4 separate regions of the Mus musculus genome follow, and all the other regions are linked to region 1. A link is a contact called in public promoter capture Hi-C data. All regions are on one chromosome and are shown on one strand. The core of a region is the stretch at or near the end of the contact, and the rest is flanking DNA. Distances in the headings are between cores, read along the strand shown. Region 1 holds the start of Retsat (retinol saturase (all trans retinol 13,14 reductase)). Region 2 holds the start of Rpia (ribose 5-phosphate isomerase A). Region 3 holds the start of Eif2ak3 (eukaryotic translation initiation factor 2 alpha kinase 3). Region 4 holds the start of Rnf103 (ring finger protein 103).

The links. Promoter capture Hi-C pulls out the DNA fragments that hold promoters and counts their contacts. Capture Hi-C pulls out chosen DNA fragments and counts their contacts.
Region 2: a contact with region 1 is called in a promoter capture Hi-C map of liver, with 2.4 times the contacts expected there. The contact joins the promoter of Rpia here to the promoter of Retsat in region 1. A contact is called at or near these places in 3 of 39 promoter capture datasets (erythroid cells, neutrophils and pre-B cells), 1 of 484 Hi-C or Micro-C datasets (B cells) and 2 of 9 other capture datasets (adipose tissue and liver).
Region 3: a promoter capture Hi-C map of neutrophils shows a contact between it and region 1, with 5 times the contacts expected there. The contact joins the promoter of Eif2ak3 here to the promoter of Retsat in region 1. A contact is called at or near these places in 2 of 39 promoter capture datasets (neutrophils and pre-B cells) and 1 of 115 datasets of contacts at active chromatin or transcription factors (pancreatic cancer cells).
Region 4: a contact with region 1 is called in a promoter capture Hi-C map of hippocampal neurons, with 4 times the contacts expected there. The contact joins the promoter of Rnf103 here to the promoter of Retsat in region 1. A contact is called at or near these places in 6 of 39 promoter capture datasets (hematopoietic stem and progenitor cells, hippocampal neurons, liver and 2 more), 1 of 484 Hi-C or Micro-C datasets (CD4 T cells) and 1 of 115 datasets of contacts at active chromatin or transcription factors (thymic regulatory T cells).

The regions. Positions count from the first base shown.
Region 1 is chr6:72,597,282-72,599,895 of GRCm38.p6, forward strand. Retsat (retinol saturase (all trans retinol 13,14 reductase)) reads left to right here and starts at 1,321. Exons shown (of 11, transcript NM_026159.5): 1 at 1,321-1,515. The coding sequence starts at 1,347. It overlaps Elmod3 (ELMO/CED-12 domain containing 3), which reads right to left and starts at 1,132. Exons shown (of 12, transcript NM_001253692.1): 1 at 1,041-1,132.
Region 2 is chr6:70,790,852-70,793,465 of GRCm38.p6, forward strand. Rpia (ribose 5-phosphate isomerase A) reads right to left here and starts at 1,324. Exons shown (of 9, transcript NM_009075.2): 1 at 1,035-1,324. The coding sequence starts at 1,298.
Region 3 is chr6:70,843,217-70,845,830 of GRCm38.p6, forward strand. Eif2ak3 (eukaryotic translation initiation factor 2 alpha kinase 3) reads left to right here and starts at 1,299. Exons shown (of 17, transcript NM_010121.3): 1 at 1,299-1,805. The coding sequence starts at 1,510.
Region 4 is chr6:71,492,547-71,495,160 of GRCm38.p6, forward strand. It overlaps Rnf103 (ring finger protein 103), which reads left to right and starts at 1,331. Exons shown (of 4, transcript NM_009543.3): 1 at 1,331-2,342. The coding sequence starts at 2,117.

The sequences.
Region 1 (2,614 bases), core at 71-2,570:
GTCCTCCACTAGGGGACTATGATTTACATTCCCCAAGGACTGACTGCCAGTAACAAACAGCTTTTGGGCTCGACGCCTGGCTGCCTGTGATCTAGAGAGGATGGTGGTAACGTCCTCCCTGAAACACCCCAGGAACTAGCTCCCCCCCCCCCTCCCCAGAACCTCAGCATCTACCTCTCTTTTCCTTTCCTTCCATCTCGGCCTAAATGACAGCATAAGATACACACACATCAGATAACCTGGCAGGGTCACAGGTAGGACTGACAAAGTCTCGGGAAGGCTCTCCTGTTACTGTGGGGAAAACGAACCAAGTAGCATAGAAGCATGACCTGCTTTACATACCGGACTGGAGCACCGCTGGGGCCTAAAACAAGGACAAAACACTCAAAGTTACGAAGTCATTCCTCCTGATAGTGGGTACCTGAGGAAATGGGCCTCCTATACAAACAAATCCCTCTTAAGTCAAGTACGTATTTCAGACCTACTTTCCTCAAAGGGCAACATTAAGATGGTAGGATATCTAGACTGTCTGCTGGAGCTTAAACTCTCTGAAAAGCTGATTTAGAAGCTGGTGCGTCCTTAAATGCAAATAAACACACAGGATGATCCTTGACTTAGTCTTTCTTGAGGCTTGTCCTAGGTGGCTTGCACTTTGAGAGCCTGATAGAGTAGTTACGATTAGGGGAATCCACCTAGGGATAACGTCGGTGTGAGGCTGCCAGTCCTGGGCTGACACAGGTTTAGGAGAGCTCCTGTGCAGGTCTCAACAAGGTCTCAACTCAGATACCCAGACAGAGGCTGTGTGGGCACAGAAACTTTGTCACTGCTTGGAAGAGGAGAGGGGAGGAAAGCAATGAACTGCCTCCGAGGTTCCAGCGAATCCAACACGGAAAAGGCACCAGAACCCAGGTCTTCTCTGCCTCCCAGACAGGATCTCTCTCAGACCTGCAACTTTCATCCTTGTTGTGGTCCCGCGGTGACCATTTCCACCAGACATCGTCCTCCTCACCCTCACCTCCCTCACCAGACCCCTTGCTCACCGGACGCGTCCCCAGCGTTCCGGTAAGGGGGGGATCCCACATCCCCCTTTTCGCGCAGCCGTGCAGTGTCGCCTGTCTCGCGCTAGAACTACATTTCCCATTAGGCAATTGAACTCCTGCTCTGCAAAGATCATACGGAGGTCCATAATGGACAATCTTCATCAGTTTTGAGCAGGCGTGAGTCAAAATGCTTCGGCTCCTCCAAGTCTGGTATTACTCCAAGGACGAACTAGAGGGGCGGGGCCTCAGCTATAAAAGCCGAGCTCAGCGGGGAAAGGACGCGGTCTTCCGAGCCCTGGCAGCAACATGTGGATCACTGCTCTGCTGCTGGCCGTGCTGCTGCTGGTGATCCTCCACAGGGTCTACGTGGGCCTTTACGCTGCAAGTTCCCCGAACCCCTTCGCCGAGGATGTCAAGCGACCGCCTGAACCCCTGGTGACCGACAAGGAGGCTAGGAAGAAAGTTCTCAAACAAGGTCAACTGATGGGTTTCAGGCCTGCTCTCGGGCCTTCTGCTCATGTCTCCCCATTAGTAAAGTGCTGGGAAAACTTCTCTTGCACACAGAGGTTCCATAATTTAGTGTTCTTTGCTTCTGAAAGGGTGCAGGCATTACCCTTGGCACGCCAAATTCCAGCCCCGCCAGTTGGAATCTTTTCAGCTCACGGCTTACACAGAATAAGAGACCTTTCCCCTACTTGGGTCTGGAGCCAACTTTTCCCTATACTTCTGTGCATGCTCGGGGGCACAGGGAAGCAGCACTGAAAGTTTTCCTAACAAGCGGGTTGCAGGCAAAATGTAGTCCAGTTCATAGAACTGAAGCTTGATAATAACTTCGGAATTTCAGTACTGGCTAGGGATAAGAACTCCACTCTCCAGTGAACCATCTCTAAAGCACGTGTAGAGTGCTCCCAAGGTTTGTGTTTTTGAGACTGGTCTCACTTTTGTACTGGAGTTGGCTTTGAACTCTCTTCGCAGCCCAGGCTCAAACCCGGAGCAGCCCTCTTCTTCTGTCCCCAGCATGATGAGATAGATTACAAGCATGCACCAGCATGTCTGCCTTTCAACGTTTTACGGAAGTGTTGGAGCTGGGCATAGTGGTGCAACAATTTAATTCCAGTTTGGACTACACAATGAGACCCTGTCTAAATGCACACATCAAACCCCAAAACAACCAAAACCCCCAAATGCAAAACTTTCAAAAAACAAACAAGGATCACCTCTTTGACCTCCAGGAGCCTCTGACTTGTAAATTTTAGCCAAGCCTAGGCTAGCCTTAACTGCACTATTTTTTGGGGACTGACTTTGAACTCCTGATCCTTGTGCCTCTACTTCCTAAGAGGCACCACACCCAGTTATTTTATTATTGTTATTGTTTGTGGATTGGGGGAGAGGCAGGTCTCATACTTGTAGCCCAGGCTAGCTTATAACTTGCTATACAGGACAAGTGTGTCTCAAATTCACAGTGATTCTCCAACCACCATCAGCAAGAGATTACAAATGGTGGGATTACAGATGTGAGCCACCATGGCTTGGATGGAGATTTTTTTTTTATTTTATTTTTTTTAGTTTTTAGT
Region 2 (2,614 bases), core at 74-2,573, 1.8 Mb before region 1:
AGCCAAATTACACATTTTAAATTCATATTCATACCTCACACCTCTTAATTCAAGTATAAAATCCTATGCTAACTAGATGAGCAAAAAGCTACCCTAGAACAGAAGGGCATAAGAGCCCTGCCTGAAACAAAAATGGTGTTCTTCTATAGAACAGGCAAGCCTGAGGTTATCAGACCCGGCCCCGCCCACTCAGGCCACCCTCACCCTAGGCAGGAAGATAAAGCTCTAAGAACAGTGTCTTTGCAAAGTAACTTTGGGCAGCATAGCTTTAACAAGTGAAAAGAATTCCCTTTAACGAAGATACGGATTCTGATAACGCGATCTAAGAAATAGAAAACAAGACCAGGAAACTTCACCACAGGGCAACAGAAGTAATACAATTAAGATAATTAACCTGCTACATACGGGATAGCAAACCCACCTACACTAAGAGTCCACTCAGAGCACCACACCAGCCACTTAACAAATGTGGACACAGCCTTACTAACTTCAAAACATCTGGACCCCTCCTAAAAAGCAGCACCTCCAGATGTCTGGCCACCCGGCCCTGTCAACAGTAACCTGATGGCTTCTTTGTAAAGACAGCACTCTAGCTCCTCAGCGGGAGGAGCTGAAAAGCCTGTTTGGAGTAAAATTTCAAAACACTTTGCAAAACAGCCCTCCGCTGGCTTCGCGGTAAGTGAGAAGTGAAGAACAGCAGCCTCGGGGCTCACCATTTTCAATGGGCTGATTAGGAGGCACGCATTAACAGCCTGACAAGACTCTAAAACAGAGCACAGCCAGGCTCTACTGTGCACCCAGTTCCAGCCGGACAGGGAATCTTTGTAGAAAAGGCTCCAGTTGGGGGAAGAGTTGACACCCACCCATTCGGGGTCTAGAAGGCCTTTCAAGGGTTGGGAAGAACAGCGCGAATTCGGGTACAAGGCTCATCCTCTCCCCTCTCTCGCAACCCTCGCCCTTTCAGGAGTCAGGCGCACCCTGGCAGTGCCCTGGGCGCGCAGCACGAAGCCATCACGCCGTCACCAGCTGCCCACCTTCACGTGGTTCTCCACCGCCGTGTGGCTCGCCAGCTTCTTAGCCTCCTCGGCCTTGGACATCGTGGAGGGGGCCGGGCCGCCCGCGCTCGAGCCTCCCTTGTCGCCGCGGGTCTCCGAATGTGCACGCCCCGGCAACTGCACGTGGGAACCCGAGAGGCCCCAGTTGTTCCCGCCCCCGCCCGAGGCCGCGCCCCCGGCCCGCCCGGGCAGTGGGGCCAGGACCCGCCCGTAGAGGGTGCTGAAGGGCCCGGGGCGCTGCATCCCGCCGCCTCGCTCCAGCCTCTCCGGCCGCCCCACCCCCAACTCCTCCGGAAACCCGCTCGCTTGCGCAACCTGCCCCGCGCGTATTACTAAATGCGTGTTGCTGGGAAATGTAGTCCTACGGCGACAGTGGTTCCTAGGCCCTTCTGCATTCGGGACTACAAGTCCCACAATACGATCGACCCTAGTGTGCAAATCGCCCGCCTTGACTCCAGACTTTCTGTCCGGAAGGTCCGGGTAACTGCTGTCTAGGAAGCTAATAACTCCCTACCTTGGGGTCAAGTGTTTACACCTTTAGGTGAACTCCAAGAACCTTTCCGGCTGTACGCGTATTCTAGAAAAAGAGAGAGACACTATTAAAAACCTGACCTTGTTTGCCCAGCAAATGAGAACGTTGCTGTGTTGTAAGCGAATCCTCAGGCAAGTGGTTCTACCAACACAACGGCCTTTTTTTAAAAAAAATCTTTTAATTACATTGTATTATTTAGGTTGTGCTTGTGGAGGCCAAAGAACAACTTGCAGAAGTCCGTTATCTGACCGTCTTGGTAGTGTCAGTCAGTACTTTACCGGCAGAGCCATCTTCTTACAGTGCTCTAGAGTCACTCATTGATGACACACTTGGGACTCCCAGGTCTTCTGATGTCTGTGCTAGACCTTCACAAACCCAAGGTTACAAGTTCAATCAGTAACTCCCGCCTTGGACATTGTTCTGCTCTTGGTATTGGATGCAGGGTGTCTAAATGGAGCCCGGTCACGAGCGCACAGGCCAGTGTACCTTATCGGGCTTCCCCTTTTCTGCCTTTAGTTTGCTGCAAGTTCTTGGTCTCATTCAGCAGTCCCAGTGGCCTGAACTCACTGTAGAGTTCAGTCCAGGCTGGCCTGGAACTTGGAGCATTTTTCCTGATATGGGATTACATCACCAAATAGGTCTGGAAGTCCTTTTTGTTGTTTTGTTTGTGTGTTTTGAGACAGGATCTCTCTTTGCAACCATGGCTGTCCAGGAACTCTGTAGACCAAGATGCCCTTGAACTCACCGAGATCAGCCTGACTTTCCTTCCCCAGAGCAGAGGTTAACGGTGTGTGCCTGCAAAAGGCATGTGCCAGCAACCCCCAAGAGCTAGAATGTTCCAGGAACCCTTAGGAACAATAAAGACCGGTCACAATGCTTTTTTGCAACTTTTATAACCTGAGTTTTATCTTTATCAGACTGTAATCCTGCCCAAGGCACTCAGAAACCACTCGATAGTCTCCTTTACCAAAAAAAAAAAAAAAAAGAAGAAGAAAATTCTTCAGCCACCATTACAAATGTAACTTCA
Region 3 (2,614 bases), core at 49-2,548, 1.8 Mb before region 1:
AAGCAGGAAAACAAGGGACAAAATGTCTCATAGAGGAAAGGCTGAGTTCCACAGTGGAGGACACTTAGGAGGAAAAACGGGACTCCTCTTCGAATTTATTAAAACCATGTGAGTGAATCAGAGCAATCTGGGTGGAGCTGAGGAATACTAATGCCTGTGCAGTGTGTGTGAGATGAGAGAGGACAGGAAGACAAGGCGCTTTAGAGATTTGTTGTACAGAAGAGAGAAGGAATGTGGTGAGAACTAAAGGGAGAAATGGGTTTATAGGGATTGGGGCTGAGTGGAAATTAAGTGTGCTTCATGCAGATGGAGACCAGCGTACACAAACTGCCAACATCATTAAAAATCTTCCCAGTGTTTGGTTGGTGTTCTGAGTACACTGCTGAAGGATGCAACTTCTTACTCTTCCACACACCAGCTCTGAAATCTTCAGGGTATTCGCAACTACTTTAAGAGAATTTTAAACGCTTTGGTCAAACATTTGAACCTTCCCCACTTTGGTCGTTGTCGTTCTATTTCTCCTGAGGGCAGTGTAAAGCATGCCAAACCAACCGGGAGACTTAATAAATTTTTGTGACTGTGTGACCTTGTGCAGATTACTTCAAGTGCGCCAGGCCTGGGATCCTCCTTTATAAACAGGTTAAGAGGCGTTCCGGGCGCTCTGGGTTATCTGTTCTACAGATCACTGTCATCTCTATCAAAGCTGTAATTGTAATTCTTAATACCTTCCTAGCCACAAATTGGGCAACTCCTGAACTTCTAAGGACACATGACCTGTGCAGTCACTTTCCCCCAACTCTCATCCCTTCTTTCCAAATAAATTCGGCTTGGGAATAGCAAAAGCATCTATCCCTTTAAGATCAGCCACCTCCCGGCCACCCGGGACTCCTTTCCACTCTTCTTCCTTTCACAGGGGACGGTCCTCTTCACACTCAGAATCGGCCACGTACTAAGTGCCGCTTCCAACCAATCAAGAAGCAGTTAGCTCAGGCCTTTGAGGAGCATCCACTTTCACCAATAATCTCCAAGCTTTTCCCAGCGCCTCACTTTGAGGGGCGAGGCCAATCAGGGAATGGACCAATCCGTTCCAGAAGTGGCATTAGGGAACTGAAATGATTCACCAATCGCCTAAGAAGACTCTGGGGAGGGGCATTTCTCATTGGCCGTCGTTCCCGGAAAAGGGCCGGACTGCCACAGGGAAAACTACAATTTGATTGGTAGGTATAATGTTGACAACAAGGAACGCGTCTGCCTGGCTCGGAGTGGCAAGGCGCGCAACCAATCGCAGAGCAGACGCACGGAACCCTCGCTCAATGGGCGATGTCTGCACAAGGCTGTCACTCAGGTGGCAGTGGCTGAGACGTGGCCGGGCAGCTCTGCTGCTGCGGCGCGAAGTCGAGAGGCGGCGGGGTCCGTGGCGCGCGCTCGCAGTGCTCCGAGGCTCCGAGCGGCGAGACGGGCGGGCGCCGACGGCAGGGTCTCCATGCCCGCGCGTGGGGCGGGCCGCTGATGGAGCGCGCCACCCGGCCCGGGCCGCGCGCGCTGCTGCTGCTTCTGTTCCTGCTGCTGGGCTGCGCGGCGGGGATCTCGGCGGTCGCGCCCGCCCGCAGTTTGCTTGCTCCCGCGTCGGAGACAGTGTTTGGCTTAGGGGCAGCGGCCGCCCCGACTTCGGCCGCGCGGGTGCCTGCGGTGGCAACGGCCGAAGTGACCGTGGAGGACGCCGAGGCATTGCCGGCTGCCGCTGGCGAACCGGAGTCACGCGCGACGGAGCCCGATGACGACGTGGAACTGCGGCCTCGCGGCAGGTGAGAGGTTGGGAACTAGGGTCGGGGCACCTCTCGCAGGGATGCGAGTGACTGCGGACAAAGCAGAGAGCCGCGACACCTTCCTGTCCCACTCTGAGCGCCTGCCTGGTCCTGGCTGTGGGAGGGCAACAGCATCTTTAAAGGAGGATGAGGGATGCCTGGAGAATGCAACACCCGGCTTAGGGAAGAAAGTCACTTCCCCGCTTTCATTGTTTTCGGGCTTTAACCATATGCACTTTACACTCCCATTCCCAAATACTTGACTCGTTCTGTCCTGATTCTGTTGCGACAGGTAAAACGACTTTCAAAAGAGATGCCTACATTTATCCTTCAAATACAAGTCTGTTGTGGCTCCTGGTCGAGGGTTTTGATTTTCTGTTTCTCTAATTGAGATATGCGGGAACACCTGCATCAGAATTACCAGGGGGATGCTGGTTAAATGGACAGTTTTCTAGGCTCCGCCCCGGTTTTACTAAACCAGACCTTTTCTGGGTAAGAACAAGCACTCTCAAGAGCTCCGAACACACTTAGAGGTTAAAGTTTAAGGAGTGTGCTTGGGTTCTTTTATCCTAGCAGCTTTTTGATATTTAAAGGGGGTTAGCATAGTTTATTTCAGTTGGATTTCTTAGCCTTATAAACATACAAATTCAAGAGACAAGTTTTAAAGCAATTTTCAAAGTCTGCACAGAATGTAAAATACTTTAATAAAGTATTTTTCAGATAGCATGTGTGGAGAAAGTGGCACTATTTAATAGAAAGAATGCTAAAAGAGCATTAGGTAAATTAAGAGCTGCATCTAAATTAGAACA
Region 4 (2,614 bases), core at 81-2,580, 1.1 Mb before region 1:
CTGATTGAGGGTCACACTCTCTCCCTAAAAATTTCACCCCTGGTTTAGGGTTGTTCATGCTTTTCCTTGCTGGCTAACATTTCACCTGGAATTCCTACTTGTTTTCCTGATCAAGAAGACTCACACACACGCACACATGCACACACACGCGCGTACACACACACACACACACACACACACACACACAGAAACAGAGAGAGAGAGACAGAGTGGGGGAGAAAGACAGAGAGAGGGAGAAAGACAGAGAGAGAGAGAGAGAGAGAGAGAGAGAGAGAGAGAGAGAGAGAACATGACCCTGCTAGAGTTAAATAAACACGGAACCAGGTACCATACGCTTGCCTGTCAAACTCATTTTATATGAGTTCTTCTGGCTGGCTAAAACACACAGACCTTTGCACCTGGACCTAACCACACCTAACAACTTTTGTCCTGACAACTCAGACCTTCATTGTCTACTTTTTAACCCTCTAGGAGACTAGCCACAACTGGATCACATACTAAAATTCTTTTTGGCCATACCTCCTCCAACACACATGTGAAAATCGCATTCTAAAGCAAAGGTAGAAAAACATCTGTTTTCAGAGTTTCACCTCAAGCACCTCAAGCCAGCTGTGCCACCCCTCCCCCCCACCCCACCCCGAACAAAAAACTAAACAAAAGAAAAACCCAAAAGCATCCGCGGTTGACAGGGACTGGACTTAAAACACAGATTCTGATTTTTACAGATCTTGATGATTTGGGTGGGTGTGGTGGTGCACGGTTTTTTTTTTTTTTTTTTTTTTTTTTTTGGGTTTTCGAGACAGGGTTTCTCTGTGTAGCCCTGGCTGTCCTGGAACTCACTCTGTAGACCAAGCTGGCCTCGAACTCAGAAATCCGCCTGCCTCTGCCTCCCGAGTGCTGGGATTAAAGGCGTGCGCCACCACGCCCGGCGGTGCACGGTTTTAATCCCAGCACTTCCATGCCTGGCAGGCAATCTCTGAATTCTGAGGCCCGCTTGGTGTTCAGAGCGGTTCCAGGCGGGCCAGGACTATTTAATAAGGCAGTGTCTCAAAACAAAACAAAAACCACAAACAAAAACGAACATCTTTTAGCAGCCTTTATTTTTCACGCTCAGCACAAAGGTGCACAGTGTCGCAGGGTCCAATGTCCAATCCTGGGACTGAAATCAGTGACTAAACATCAGCGCATCAGAGGGCTGGGACCGCGAGAGCACAGTAACTCGGAAGGTTTACCCAGCCCAGCCTCCCGCAGCCCCTCTCTCCCCTTGCACCCCGCGGCTTCTAACCCCGCCCCTGCCGAGACCCCGCCCCGATGCCGACGTCAGTTGTTATGTCTTGACTGGGGCCGCGGCTACAGCGGGTCCAGTGCTCTGGGGGCGACGGCCGCGGCCTGCAGAGGCGGCAGGGACGGTGGCCGCGGTTGGCGCGGCGCGTCCGCACGGGGCTGGGCACCGCGCGGCTACGCAGCTGACAGGAAGCCGCCCGGGAGAGCCGCGTTGGGGCCTAGCGTTATTTGCTTTTTCCTCTTTTTTTCCTCCCTTCACGACTGTCGTCTCGCGCTCCTCCTCAGCGGGAGCCGCCGCGACGCCCCCTCGCGGGCCGCGGGGCCTGATAGGCGCCGCCCGCGGGAACCTGGAGCTGCCGCCAGGCCTGGGCGGCCGCCGGGGCCTGAAGCCTGGGCGTTCGGCGCGGCGCTGCGGCGGTCACTCCAACCCGCGCTGGGCGCGCCGGGCCCCGGGCCTGGCCCAGCCGAGTACCGCGCCCTCTGGACCACTCAGTCCGGCCCCAACCGCCCTCCGCTGGCCCGCAGTCCCTCGGAGCTGCCTCCCGGTCACCCCAGGTGGGCTCTTGCCCTCTTCCAGCCGTCCGCAGCTCGATGGGTGGGGTGCGTTTGAACGTCCCCCCTTCTCCCTTTCTCAGCTCCTGACCGCAAGGCCAGAGCCGGGGCTCTCAGTCGCACGCACGCCGCGATCCACCTGCCTCCCCGCGGGGATGGCCCGCCGGTGACCGCCGCGCGCCCTCGCTGCCCTCGCCCAGGCTGCGCTCTGTCGCCCCGCACTCGATCCCCTTCCCTTGTCCACGGCGTCCCGGCTCCTGGCGACGCCAAGAGGGCGAAGATGTGGCTGAAGCTGTTTTTCTTGCTCCTGTATTTCCTGGTCCTGTTCGTCCTGGCCAGGTTTTTTGAGGCCATTGTGTGGTACGAGACTGGCATCTTTGCTACTCAGCTGGTGGATCCGGTGGCATTGAGCTTCAAGAAGCTGAAGACCATTCTGGAGTGTCGAGGGCTGGGCTACTCCGGGCTGCCGGAGAAGAAAGATGTTCGGGAGCTGGTGGAGAAGTCAGGCAAGTGCTGGGCTCCTGGAGGTCGCCTCCACTGTCCTGGCTCTTACCCACTCCCCAGAATTAGGCGGTCCCCAGAATGGTTAAACAGACTGCTCCAGAGAGCTGCCCAGGTCATCTTTGTCTACGTTTTCTAAATAAATATGTAAATCTCGGTTTGGAAAAGACAACTGTTAGGTGTATTGGTGTGTTCCAAAGGCTCTTTGGAAATGACAGTTTGAAAGTGTAGCTTTAAAAAAAAATCATTAAATTGAATCATTTGTCCCAGAATTCAG